Regions from separate parts of the Danio rerio genome. Here regions 1 and 3 are each linked to region 2. Evidence: chromatin contacts called from public HiChIP or PLAC-seq and Micro-C data. All regions are on one chromosome and are shown on one strand. The core of a region is the stretch at or near the end of the contact, and the rest is flanking DNA. Distances in the headings are between cores, read along the strand shown. Region 1 overlaps cspg4ba (chondroitin sulfate proteoglycan 4ba). Region 2 holds the start of fsta (follistatin a). Region 3 holds the start of wdfy3 (WD repeat and FYVE domain containing 3).

Evidence for each region. Hi-C and Micro-C count contacts between places; a contact is called where the count stands out from the background. HiChIP or PLAC-seq counts read pairs in DNA pulled down with a chosen protein or histone mark.
Region 1: a contact with region 2 is called in a Micro-C map of caudal fin, with 8 times the contacts expected there. The contact joins the enhancer-like site here to the promoter of fsta in region 2. A contact is called at or near these places in 3 of 18 Hi-C or Micro-C datasets (caudal fin and embryo) and 2 of 4 datasets of contacts at active chromatin or transcription factors (caudal fin and embryo).
Region 3: a contact with region 2 is called in an H3K4me3 HiChIP or PLAC-seq map of embryo, with 4 times the contacts expected there. The contact joins the promoter of wdfy3 here to the promoter of fsta in region 2. A contact is called at or near these places in 1 of 18 Hi-C or Micro-C datasets (an unstated tissue) and 1 of 4 datasets of contacts at active chromatin or transcription factors (embryo).

The regions. Positions count from the first base shown.
Region 1 is chr5:41,174,543-41,178,640 of GRCz12tu, forward strand. cspg4ba (chondroitin sulfate proteoglycan 4ba) reads left to right here. Exons shown (of 10, transcript XM_073951251.1): 7 at 868-999. Among named protein-coding and RNA genes, the nearest start is that of cspg4ba, 28 kb to the left of the region's middle. Within about 2 kb of position 1,734, at least 22 of the 62 cell types and tissues checked have an H3K27ac peak or open chromatin away from gene starts, as enhancers often do. A contact at or near this core is called in caudal fin, where this site is marked.
Region 2 is chr5:41,447,299-41,451,119 of GRCz12tu, forward strand. fsta (follistatin a) reads right to left here and starts at 1,698. Exons shown (of 5, transcript NM_131037.3): 1 at 1,530-1,698; 2 at 129-320. The coding sequence starts at 1,623. The region is part of intron 1 of LOC141385704; the gene reads right to left.
Region 3 is chr5:41,128,799-41,132,894 of GRCz12tu, forward strand. wdfy3 (WD repeat and FYVE domain containing 3) reads right to left here and starts at 1,499. Exons shown (of 64, transcript XM_073951250.1): 1 at 1,290-1,499. It overlaps si:dkey-193c22.1, which reads right to left. Exons shown (of 9, transcript NM_001100034.1): 9 at 3,340-3,862. The coding sequence ends at 3,625.

The DNA of each region.
Region 1 (4,098 bases), core at 484-2,983, 270 kb before region 2:
ATTTCAAAAGGAAAAACTAGATTATTTTTCTTAGCCCATTGGCAGATTAATTTGCTTGATTTAGAACAACTCACTTAATTTTAGCATATTATTTCTTAAAATATGACCGAAGTTTTTGCTTGTCTAGAAAATCCTCTTTTAGATTATAAATAAGTTTGAGATATTTGGTCTAGAAACAAGACATAAAATGTAAGTAAGAACAGCAATTTTTTTTGCAGTATAAAGCCCCTATAACATTTAGGTTTTTATAAAATTCTCATTAAATATAGACTGCATTATATTGCTTCATTTTTACAAAATGTTTTGTTTAATAAAGTTTTATTAAACCTTCTTATTCATTAATATAAGATTGCATTCACCTAACATCTTTAGAATAATAGAAAATAATAAATTAATACAAACATATGCTGGATAAGTTGGCTGTTCATTCTGCTGTGGAGACCTCTAATTAATAAAGGGAGTAAGTTGAAAAGAAAATGAATAAATGCTATCCTAATGGTCAGCGCGTCGATATTTATAGCACAACTTTGTTTGAATTTGCATTTCACAAGGAGACAAGCTCAGCATGTGCAGAGGTTTAAACACTTTATGAGTTTGCATACACATGAGTACAATATTGAGAAAGCTTGAATAATTATTGTGTTCATGTTTGTAAAAAGTATCTATATGACAAATGTTCTTAAAGTGTTTTGAGCGTGTCATGTGTTGTTTTTATTATTGTAAAAAATAAAAGCAAGGTGTGTGTAACATGAGATCAAATACTATTGAGGTGTGCAATTATGTGGCATTAAAGAATTAAAACATCTCAAAACATAAATCTGATCAAATTTCACAAATTACTGATGCTTATTCTCTTTTGTTTCTCAGGCCCAATGGCAGGAGGCTTCAACTTTCAAGTCAATGATGGTGTAAACTTTGCTTCTAGGCAGATATTCAGTATTACAGCTCGTGCCCTGGTTCTTAATCTAAAGAAGGCTGGACCTCTTAAGGTGTTTCCAGGTAACTTTAATTAACATTAGGTGAACTTCTGGTGTATTTTGCCACAAAAGTTATATGTAAGAAAATATTCTGTGCTGTCTAACACTGTGGAATGGGAAGAATTAAAAAATACTATTATATATTAAATATACCATTGTAGGTACTGTATTTTAAAATAATGCACTGAAGTTTTAGCCTTGTTTCTTATTTAAATATCTGAAAATTCTTAAATCAAGAAATGTTTTCATGAGAACAAAAAAAATTATTAAAAAAATTTTGCGTGGAAACCTTACTAAAAGGAACGTATGCCAGAATAAAGGTTCATTTTTATTTAAAATTATATTAATGATAATGGATCACATGATGATTTTAAATAATAATGATAAGCTACATAGGTTTGCTTAGTGTTTCCTTACAGCTGTGATTACTAAATTTTGACTGGGAGATTTCGTTAACACGTTTCCACCCCCGTTTTGTGCGTACGCAACATTAATAAACATGACCAATTGTCTTGTTTTTAGAAAAATTCTTCTTGATTTAGGAATTTTTTGATAATCAGACTAGAAACAAGTCAAAAACTCAAAGTAAGAAAATATTTTTTTGCAGTGTGACGATATTCATACCATAACTTTGTTTATAATTTTAGTAATGGTCTCTTCATCACTTTTAATGGAGTGAAGAGTGAAATAACATGTCATGTTATTCACAGCAGTGAGATCAGAGTCTGGCTGCTTCACAAGCCAAGTCAGAGCAGCAGATTGACGCCTCCTTTCCGCTCTGTATAAAGTCAACAACTCTATCTCCACCCACTTGTAGCCGCTTAAGACTTCTTAGTTTCTGTCTTAGTATCAACACAGTGTGTGTCATGGTTTCTTAATCCTAGCGCAAATGATCCACGTAATAGCAAAATGACTTAAACTGTCGGGCTATAAATAGCTCAGTGGAGAAGCTGAAAAGTCCCTAAAGTTATTAGACTACAGTCATTTTCTTAATTTTAGAAACACTTAGTCAAATGCCACATCTTAGAAAATATCAGCTGCTACATCTGCCTTCAACTTTGTAAATTTTTTTAGAAGCACTGAACAAAAAGTAAACATCAGAAATAACTTTTTCCATTGTTTCACAGAAGTGTGCTTAACCGAATGTACTTAGAGTTCATTTGCCTTTAGTTCCACTTTTCTCATACAGCAACCTGATTCCCAAATGATGTTTAACAGAGGAAAGAAATGTTAACAGAATGTCTGATAATATTTTTTCTTCTTGAGAATGTTTTATTTGTCTTATTTCGCCTGGAATAAAAGCAGTTTTTAATTTTTAAAATCTATTTTAAAGTCCAAATTATTAGCCCCTTTAGGCTATATTTTCTTTCGCTAATCTACAGAACAAACCATTGATATACAAAGACTTGTCTAATTACCCTAACCTGCCTAGTTAACCTAATTAACTTAGTTAAGCCTTTAAATGGAAATAAACAGGAGGGCTAATAATTCAGGGGGCTAATAATTCCGACTTCAACTGTATATGCAACGTATAAACTGAATGTGTCATATGTATTCATATTTGGATTTCAAATATGTAAAATATACGTCAGGCGTCACGGTGGCGCAGTGGGTAGCACCATTGCTTTACAGCCAAAAGGTCACTGGTTCGAGCCTCGGTGGGGTCAGTTGGCATTTCCGTGTGGAGTTTGCATGTTCTTCCTGTGTTTGCGTGGGTTTCCTCCGGGTGCTCTGGTTTCCCCTACAGAGAGACATAGACATGCCGTATAGGTGAATTGGGTAAGCTAAATTGGCCATTGTGTATGTGTGTGAATGAGTGTGTATAAACGTTCTCAGTGATGGGATGCGGCAAAACATATGCTGTATATGGTGGCGGTTTATTCAGCTGTGGTGACCCCTGTTTAATAAAGGGACTTAGCTGAAAAGAAAATGATTAAAAATATATGTCATATATGCAACAAATGTTTAAAAATATTGCAAAATTGGCCACACTACTTCAAATTTTTTTCTGTTGAATCAAATAAACTTTTCTAGTGATCTCATCTAAAATATTAAGTTAAAGTGTAGTTGAAGCCTGATTAACTTATTAAAATAAGTTAAAGCAACATACAAATATTTGTTGTCTAGACTTTTTTCACTGCACCTACATAAATATTTTTGGGCATTTACAATTATTTACATATATGTTAAAATTTCATTAATTTTCCTTTGGCTTAGTTCCTTATCTATCAGGAGTTGCCACATCGGAATGAACCACCAACTATTCCAGCATATGTTTTACGTAGCAGATGCCCTTCCAGCCACAACCCAGTAGTGGGGAATGTTCAAATTTATTAGATATAATTATATACTTTCAAGCCTGCAATTATTCAAACCCCTGGCAAATTTTGACTTAAAGTTACTTTAATTTAATCAGCAAGTTATGTTTGTTGACCACAAATGACACAGGCCTTTGCCAAAAGATAAAAAGACGATGTACAAGAGGCATCATTGTGAAAAAAAAAACTTTTAGATTATTTACATTTGAACAAAAACTTTAGTCAGAATTTGTCAGGAGTAAGAATAATTTCAGGCTTGACTGTGTATATTCACGAATGTTCATATTTGAACGCATACATATTCAAAAGCTAATATATTAGAACAAATATATGCATATTTGTAATTCTTATGGTTGATATTTACAGTCAATTTATAAAGAGGATCAAAAATGTTTTTCAAAACTTGAGAGAATTGGTGTCATTGAACAGTTTTAGGACAACTTGAGTGAAATGATTTGATCCACTTTAAATGTTGACTACTGTGTTTGTGTGTGTGTGTGTGTGTGTGTGTGTGTGTGTGTGTGTGTGTGTGTGTTTGTGTGTGTGTGTGTGTGTGTGTGTGTGTGTGAGTGTGTGTGTACTGTGTAAGTGATGTAAGTGTGTAAGTGGCTGTTTTTGGCATGCAGGCTGCATGGATGCGTAGTAGGTAGCACTGTCGCCTCGCAGCAAAAAGGTCACTGGTTCGAGCCCCGGCTAGGTCAGTTGGCATTTCTGTGTAGAGTTTGCATGTTCTCCCCGTGTTCGCTTGGGTTTGCTCTGGGTGCTCCAATGCAGTCTAAAACATGTGCTATAGGTGAATTGGG
Region 2 (3,821 bases), core at 448-2,947:
GATGTGATGGAGAACAGGAATGTCTTATTATGCTTTACTTTTATTTATATGATTACTTTGTAATAATAAATACTTTGTAATTAAATAATTACTTTGTTTTATTTCATTCAATACTGACGGGATCGTACCTTTACAAGGTATGCAGTTTGGAGCCCCGCCATTGAAGATCATCCACCTGAATAATGTGCTGTTTGGCACATCTTCCTCAGTCCAAGATGTACCGAGCCTCCCACTCCGGCAACATTCCTCCCGACTCATCCCAGGCATGTAGAGAACCTGACATCTCCCGTTCTTGCCCTGTTGAAGCCAGCAGTTACCAGCTGTAAACAAAAAGAAAAAGAGCCAGTCGTATTAAAGTCTGAAGCCAATGACCCAGACACAACACGTGCAGCCTGTATTAGCTGGAGCTCTCCTGCTCCCCCTCCCCCGCTGTATTTTGTCTGATTTTTTTTTTCCCCAATGTAATGCGACTATTTTACACTTGCGTGCCTTCACCCAGACAAGTCAAGGTGCTCCGGGAATACGCTTTTCCTGTCGTCGATTGTGTAAGGGCGCGCAGAGATTTATTGTCTGAAAGTAAGTGTCAGCTTGACAGACTCGTACCTATTTAAACAATGTGCACGGCAGTCTAGACTCCAGTTCCTCGAGCGCTCCCTGTGCCAACTGTCTGCGCTCATCGCCTTTCAGCACACACTTACAGGAGCGCTGCAAACGCGTTTATTTGCCGCCCAGAATACGCTTCGGATGTTTGTATTTTTATTCTTTCAACTGTCGGGTCAAGCCTGGGGGGAATCAGTCGTGTTTATGTATTAAATTAGGCATTCGCGCCGGGGAGACCACGAGCCAGACAATCCAATTAAATCTTACAGTCACGCGAGCTCTATCAAACTTTGTTTTCTAAAAACGACTGTGTCGTTTGGATGACACGAACGCAAAAGCATCCTAATAATTAAATGCATAAAAATGGCACAATTTTTTTGCATTAAGTCCAGTGATTTATTTTTTTATTTTTTTTGGAAAGCCAGACGAGGTAGGCAGTGTCTAATTTCACTACCTACTATTAGAGGAAAAATACAATCGAACGTCTAATGCATACACGCAGCTTTATTTAAATATGATTCTATATAAACCCTTCATTATTGCTAGAAAATAACACCATTAAACATTTTATTTGCTTTTATCACAATCATCAAGACAAGAAATGCATCTCACTGTTCTTATAATTATGACAATATTGAACACTTATTTTAGGTCAATAAAACGTTCTGTTACATTAGTATCTACCTCCGGATTGAACACAGTGTGTTTTTGTATTTGTTTAAATAATGGTGCATGTAAAGACGCACCTGTCTCGAGGACACCAATGCAGGCGCAAGCCAAAAACTTTACAGTTGTCTTGCATTAAAGCAGCTCCTTTATTCTAAAGCAACATTTTCATTCTAAAGCAAGCCAAAAATTCACATCTAAAGCATTTAAAAAATAATTTTGAATACACAAATAAGGAAATAAAAGAAGAAAAGTGCACTCACCTTGCACTTTTTGATCTTCAATCAAATAACAGAGCCAAAAGAGTAATAAAATCATTCCCGGGTGGAGCTGCTGACGCTTTAGCATCCTTAGCATGTTTAAAGAGAGAAAGAGTAGAGAGACGAGCAGCGCAAAAGTAATCTTCTTACTCAGGCAGTGCTGAATGAACGCAGCTCTCGGAGTGCCACCTCTTTTTAAGTGTATAAGGGGTCTCGGGCCGACTGTCTGTGGTGTGGGCGGTCTTCCTCTCTGTGGGGGTGGGGAGAAACTGTTTTTTCCCCAACTTCTTTCAATCCAAATCAGGTGACATAGCTGCTTGAAACTTTCTCTTGCCCCTAAATCACTTCAGAGTTTTGCTGCATACTGAGTCGCAGGAAGTATAAATAAAAATGGCCCAATTTCTAACCAAGCAAGAGCTGTGCTGCTGATGGAGGTCCACGACTGATGGATGCGTCTGGTCCAGTTTCACATTTAGGCTCACCCCGGTTTAGCCTCAACAAAAGGGACATGTTTGAAAGTGCTCGGTGAGATCTGATGAACATAGCTACGTGTGCGACTCTGTACGAATTATACAAATGCACGCCGATAGTCAGTCACCGCAAACCTTTAGGGAATGTCACAACTTTCTAGGCCATGACAGGTCTGATTAACAGTAGAGGGTGTCATTTAATACAAGGTTACGGCTGAAAGGTGATCTGCGCAGGGAGACAATGGATTACAGAATAAAAGCAATAAATGCTATTATTAGAAGAGACAGGTGTTGCTGTTTCCCTTCGGGATCACGATCTATATCCTATTCAATTTCCGAGCGGCGGCGGCGCGAGTCAGACTACACACGGCATTCATTTCCATAGAAGTGAGACACGCGAGACCGACTGGAGCAAGATTTTCCCGGTGGCGGAGGAGCACGCGCGACCTCTTCTGCAAGAGTCTTGAACCACACTAAACACACACCTGCACCATTACCTTCAGGTAGCCAGCCTACATACTGAGAGTCGTTGAGGAAAAAGTCGGAGTAACACTGTGTTCGGTCAAAACTTACTACTTGTATAACAAACATTATGAATGGCGAGTGAATCTTGATTGAAAACTAATACACGTGCAATCTACCTAAACTGACGACTATAATGCCTATTCAGTACTGTATTTACCACTGATATATTAGGGCCTAATTCAGTAGCCTATTTTTTTACTCAGTAGCCTATTTTTTTATTTATTTTTTTACTCTTACTCTTTTGATTGAGTAGTTTATTGAATAGTTTCACACTTTCTTACATGTTTGAGTTTATAGTAGCCTAATAAGTCCACTTTGTTGTCAAATAGCTTGTAAATCATGCTTAGATCACTGCAGATTCTATTTGACTCCTTTATGGAAAAAACAGCGGTTGCGATTTTTAAAGATAGGCCTAATACACATGCCCTTCACTCAGCATTTGAATTGTTACCATCAGGACGCAGGTTCAGAATTCCTAAAGCCTGTAGAAATGCTTCTAAAAATTCATTAATCCCAATTGCATTTGTTGTCTTAAATAGGATTACTGTTTGAAGGTCTAAATTGGTTTTTAAACGTTTAACTTATGTTGTTGTCTTGATGATTGTTGTTATTGTGTGCTTGTTGTATGTATGCAACTGTTGTCTTAAATCCAGTGTTACAGACCAATTTCCCTTCTGTGCCAAGCAGAACAAACAATAAAGTTTAAACTTTGTAATTCATTAATTATTACCCAGACAAAAACACATCAAATCTGGATTTTTGAGTATTTTAATTTCAGACTTGAATCCTTTTCTCTTTTGTATAATACTTCATTAGCAGATGGTAAACATTTTCCTAATTCTGAATATTTAATATTCAAGTAAACCTGTTTTTTAATCCAATTATTCATTCACTTTCTTTTTGTCTTAGTCACTCTATTAATCCGGGGTCGCCACAGCAGAATGAACTGCCAACGGGGAGAACATGCAAACTTCACACAGAAATGCCAACTGACCCAGCTGGGATTAAAACCAGCAACCCACCGAGCCACCGTGATGTCCTAAATCCAATTGAAGTAAATGTAATACAGCTGCAACATTAAGAATACATTTAAGTTCCTTTGGTAGAATACCATAACACACTAATAAAATAATAATGACAAAACTAGTTGTTTGAGACGATACTTCAAAGTATAGTTGCTTAAACAAAAAATGCTAGCTATTGAACTAGTACATTACATGTATGTCTACGTTCACTTATAATAGGTGCCATATATAAATAAAAATAAAACATAAATCAACGTTTACTACTTTTACAGTGA
Region 3 (4,096 bases), core at 249-2,748, 320 kb before region 2:
TTTAGAACAACAGAAAAGATATCCAAAAAATGTTTTAAATGGTAAAGAAATCTGTGTTTTTGAAACTAAAGAAGACAGCAGAGGTCAATGATTCATTTAAATTATTTAACCTGACATGATTACTGCTCCAAAATACTTTAAATATTTCTCAAAATAAACTATATTGTGTTCAAAGGGGGGAAAGTTTTAGTTTTTTACCCAGACATTTAAATAGAATATATTTTAGAGCAGTAACCACAATACCATCCAACCGTGATATTTTTTATAAAAGGTTATCATACCGTCAGAATCATATACCGGCCCATGCCTAGTGGTTAGTTTTTTTTTTTGGGACCTATAAACAGATGTTTCACTATAGTATTAAATTCTCTGTGAATACATGTTTCAGGTTTCTGCTGCAAATGTCACATCCATAACACTTAAATGCTCAGATACAGAGGGAAATTGAAGTACAGACACAGTCAAACATACAGACATACAGACAGACAGGCAGATGGATGGAATGGATGGAGTATGGACATCTGGGGTATATTGTCAGCCAAAGTAAACTCTGTACAGTACATACAGTTGACAAAAATTAAACCAGTAAAAGTAAACAAAACGTAAAGGTTAAAGACAATATACGCATTTTGTGAATATACATTATTATAAATTATAATAAGCATACAAGGACAAAAATCATACGTTATGACAATGTAAATATACAGGAAAATTATAATAGCACGAGAGAGGAAAATAACATCGAATATCAAGCGGATTATAAAATATTACATGACATATCATCGTGTTTGTAAACTGACAGCGGCTAAAAACAAATCCAGTAACGTTACAGTCGTGGATGAGGCGATATCCTCAGTGACAGTGCGAGCTCACAACACAATTACAGCTCACCAGACACCGCCTAAATAACCTCAAAATGAGCCATAATAATCACGCATACGATTAACTAGAGCTCTTTCGCAATAAGCTACAGTATTTGTGAATTGTCTCCACATGAATGATTATTCGCCTGCAGCTAACGTTAACAGGCTAGCGTAGTCCACCTATCTATCCTATCCTAGCCACGGCTAATCGCCCGGCTACACACAACCCGAACTGTGCGTTTCATTTCCAGCAAGCAGGACTGCATGGACAACCATTTATATAAACCGAATGCCATCTTTACGTTTGTCGAAATAAATAATAACGGAGCTGTGTTTTGGAGGAAGAAAGCTAGCGTGTGTGCGCGCCTGTGTGTATGTGTGTGTTTTGCATGTCTCCAGTGTATCCGCATATCCATGAGAACTCACCAGACCAGCCGATGCGATCAAGCTTAACTGAGAACCGCTTTAAAGAGACCCTCTCGCGCTCTTCAAGTCCATATTTCACGGCTGATGCCACTGCTTTCTAGGCGATCGCTGGCTGTGGTAAATCAGCTAGCTAGTGGCCATATTTAATCCTCGACATCCCAAACAACACAGGCTCGAGCTCGTCCCAGCAGCTCCAGCTCTACTTCATCTGAGCTGTGTGGTGGGAGACGCTGCTTCACTCAGAGCTCGCCGGAGGTGGAGTGTCATTACACGGGAAACAGCGACACCTGCTGGTCTGAAACAAACCGGTGGCCTGCACACTGCAGGTGAACGGGGGGAAATAACTCATATTTATCAGCATATTTCCCTCGGTTGTTTGCCTACAGTAGCAACGACAAATATGCTATTTGTATTATACATTTCCAGTGTTATGTTTAAATATCCAAACAAGACATTATTTAATGATTGAATATGCAGTAATTTGCACACATTTCTTGCCCAAAAATCTAAATTGAAGGTTTAATTTTTTTGATAATAGACAATTTTTTAAAAAAATACCAAAGTTAGCCAGACAATTGTGTACATATTGAGGCATTAAGAAGCCTAGCTCTATATTAAAATAAAAAGTCTGAACTGCTGTAACACTGACTAATCTTAAAATATTACATTTCATTTAATTTTCGGTTGTCTTTTTATTAATCAGGGGTCGCCACAGCGCAATGAACCTCCAACTTAACCAGCATATGTTTTATGCGGGTTGCACACACGTATTCGCACAAACACTAAGGACAATTTAGCTTATCCATCTCATCTATAGAGCATGTCTTTAGACTTGTGAGGTAAGCACCCGGAGGAAACCAACAGGGAGAACATGTAAACTCCACACAGAAACACCAACTGACCCAGCCGAGGCTCGAGGCAGCAACCTTCTTGCTGTGAGGCGATTGTGCTATCCATTGCGCCACTGTGATGCCCATTTAAAATATTTTATAAAACACTAAAAAAATACTTAAATTTCATATTTGAACATGGCATAATAATGGTTAAACCTAATGATGCAGTGGGAACATATTCCTCTGTAAAAACCTTCATTTTAGACAGATTTATGGCTCAGCACAGACATTTCATCAAAGTCATTTTTAGATAATGAGGTTTAAAGATACATATTTTAAAAATACACAGTATATATAGCAATCAAAATCTACATTCAAAGAAATCAATAAAAGTGTGATCAATTCAACAGTTAAAAGTTTGTTTGAATGTTTTTTCATGGACCAAAAAAGTAGAAGCACTGCGCTGTTTTTGTATACCAAGTCTTGTTTTTATTTTCTTGTAGTAAGTAATATATAGATAAAGAAATTTGAATGAAAATTTATGATGCAGAATTAGCGTGTGTGCATGTTACAGGTGTAATCAATGTGGAAAATGTGTTGAATTGTAATCTGTTTATATTTAATCATTTTATCTGTAATAACAGACAATATAACTATGCTATAATTCATTTGACATCTGTTTTGGCTAAATTATTTTCATATACTGATAAAAGATTTAAGCATATTCACCCGGTTTAAGGAGTTTCCTTACAGTTGAATCTAAATATATTTAATATTAATAACCAATAATAAACTCATAACAAATAAAAAATTTATACAGCTGACATTTCCTCCAAATTACAAATAATGTAATTAATTTTTTTTCTTCATAAAATCAAGGTGGGCAGAATAAAAATGTTTTTATTTGTTGTAAGTGAAAATCTGGTTTATTCCACCCAATTTTATTGTCTCATTTTCAACCAATTGTATGGTCTAAAAATGAATATAACATGTCTAAAAACATTGGCATCTTTTTGTTATTTAAAAAAAAAAAACACATACATGAAATTAGGAAGAAACATCCTCAGTAGTTTAAAGAATAAAATAAAATGTCTTATATTTTTATAGCTGTATGTATGATTTAAATAAACATTTCTTTGAAAATAATGACAATGACAAGGAAAATGTGGATGACATAAGTGAGGACAACAGTAAAACACAAACCTTATGATAAAACATTAGAATATATTATTTATATTTTATTTGTATTATTTACACAGGTAAATTATATGTATGTTTACCCACAATAAATTAACAAGCACAGATCCAACATGATTTTACGTTACCATTTTGTATAGGGAGTTATTGAAAACGGTTCTTCAGTAGAAAAGAAAATGCACTTGTGTAAGTTCACAATGTGTCAACTTACAGTGAAATGAAAAATGACATGCTATATCTAAAATACTGTGACTGTATGGCATTGAAAAATTATATTAATTTCATTACTTTAATGAAAATATCAATCAGTCAGTATGAGTCTGAAATTTACTGTACTCATGTTTAATACAGCCATAAACAGTGTGGTAAAAGTGCCTGTCTGGAGCCATAAGATCAGTGACCATGTCAGTATGGTTCATTTTAGGAATGAGATACAGAGACATCCGGATAGAAAGGGAAGTGAGGAGCTCAGAGAACCTCACGGATGATTCCACAGGAACTATGATGTCATTGGTACCATGGAACAAAGCCATTGGAGGAACCCTGAGTGAAAATCAGAGCAATAATAAAGTTTACTGTTCACTCTACAATAATAAATTGCACTGCTGTGACCATTGAAGTAGCTCACTAAAAGATATATATATATATATATATATATATATATATATATATATATATATATATGCATATATCTACATACATACACACAATCATACATATATACACATACTAGTGATCTTTTCTTGCATTACATTAATACATTCATAATCTAAAAAA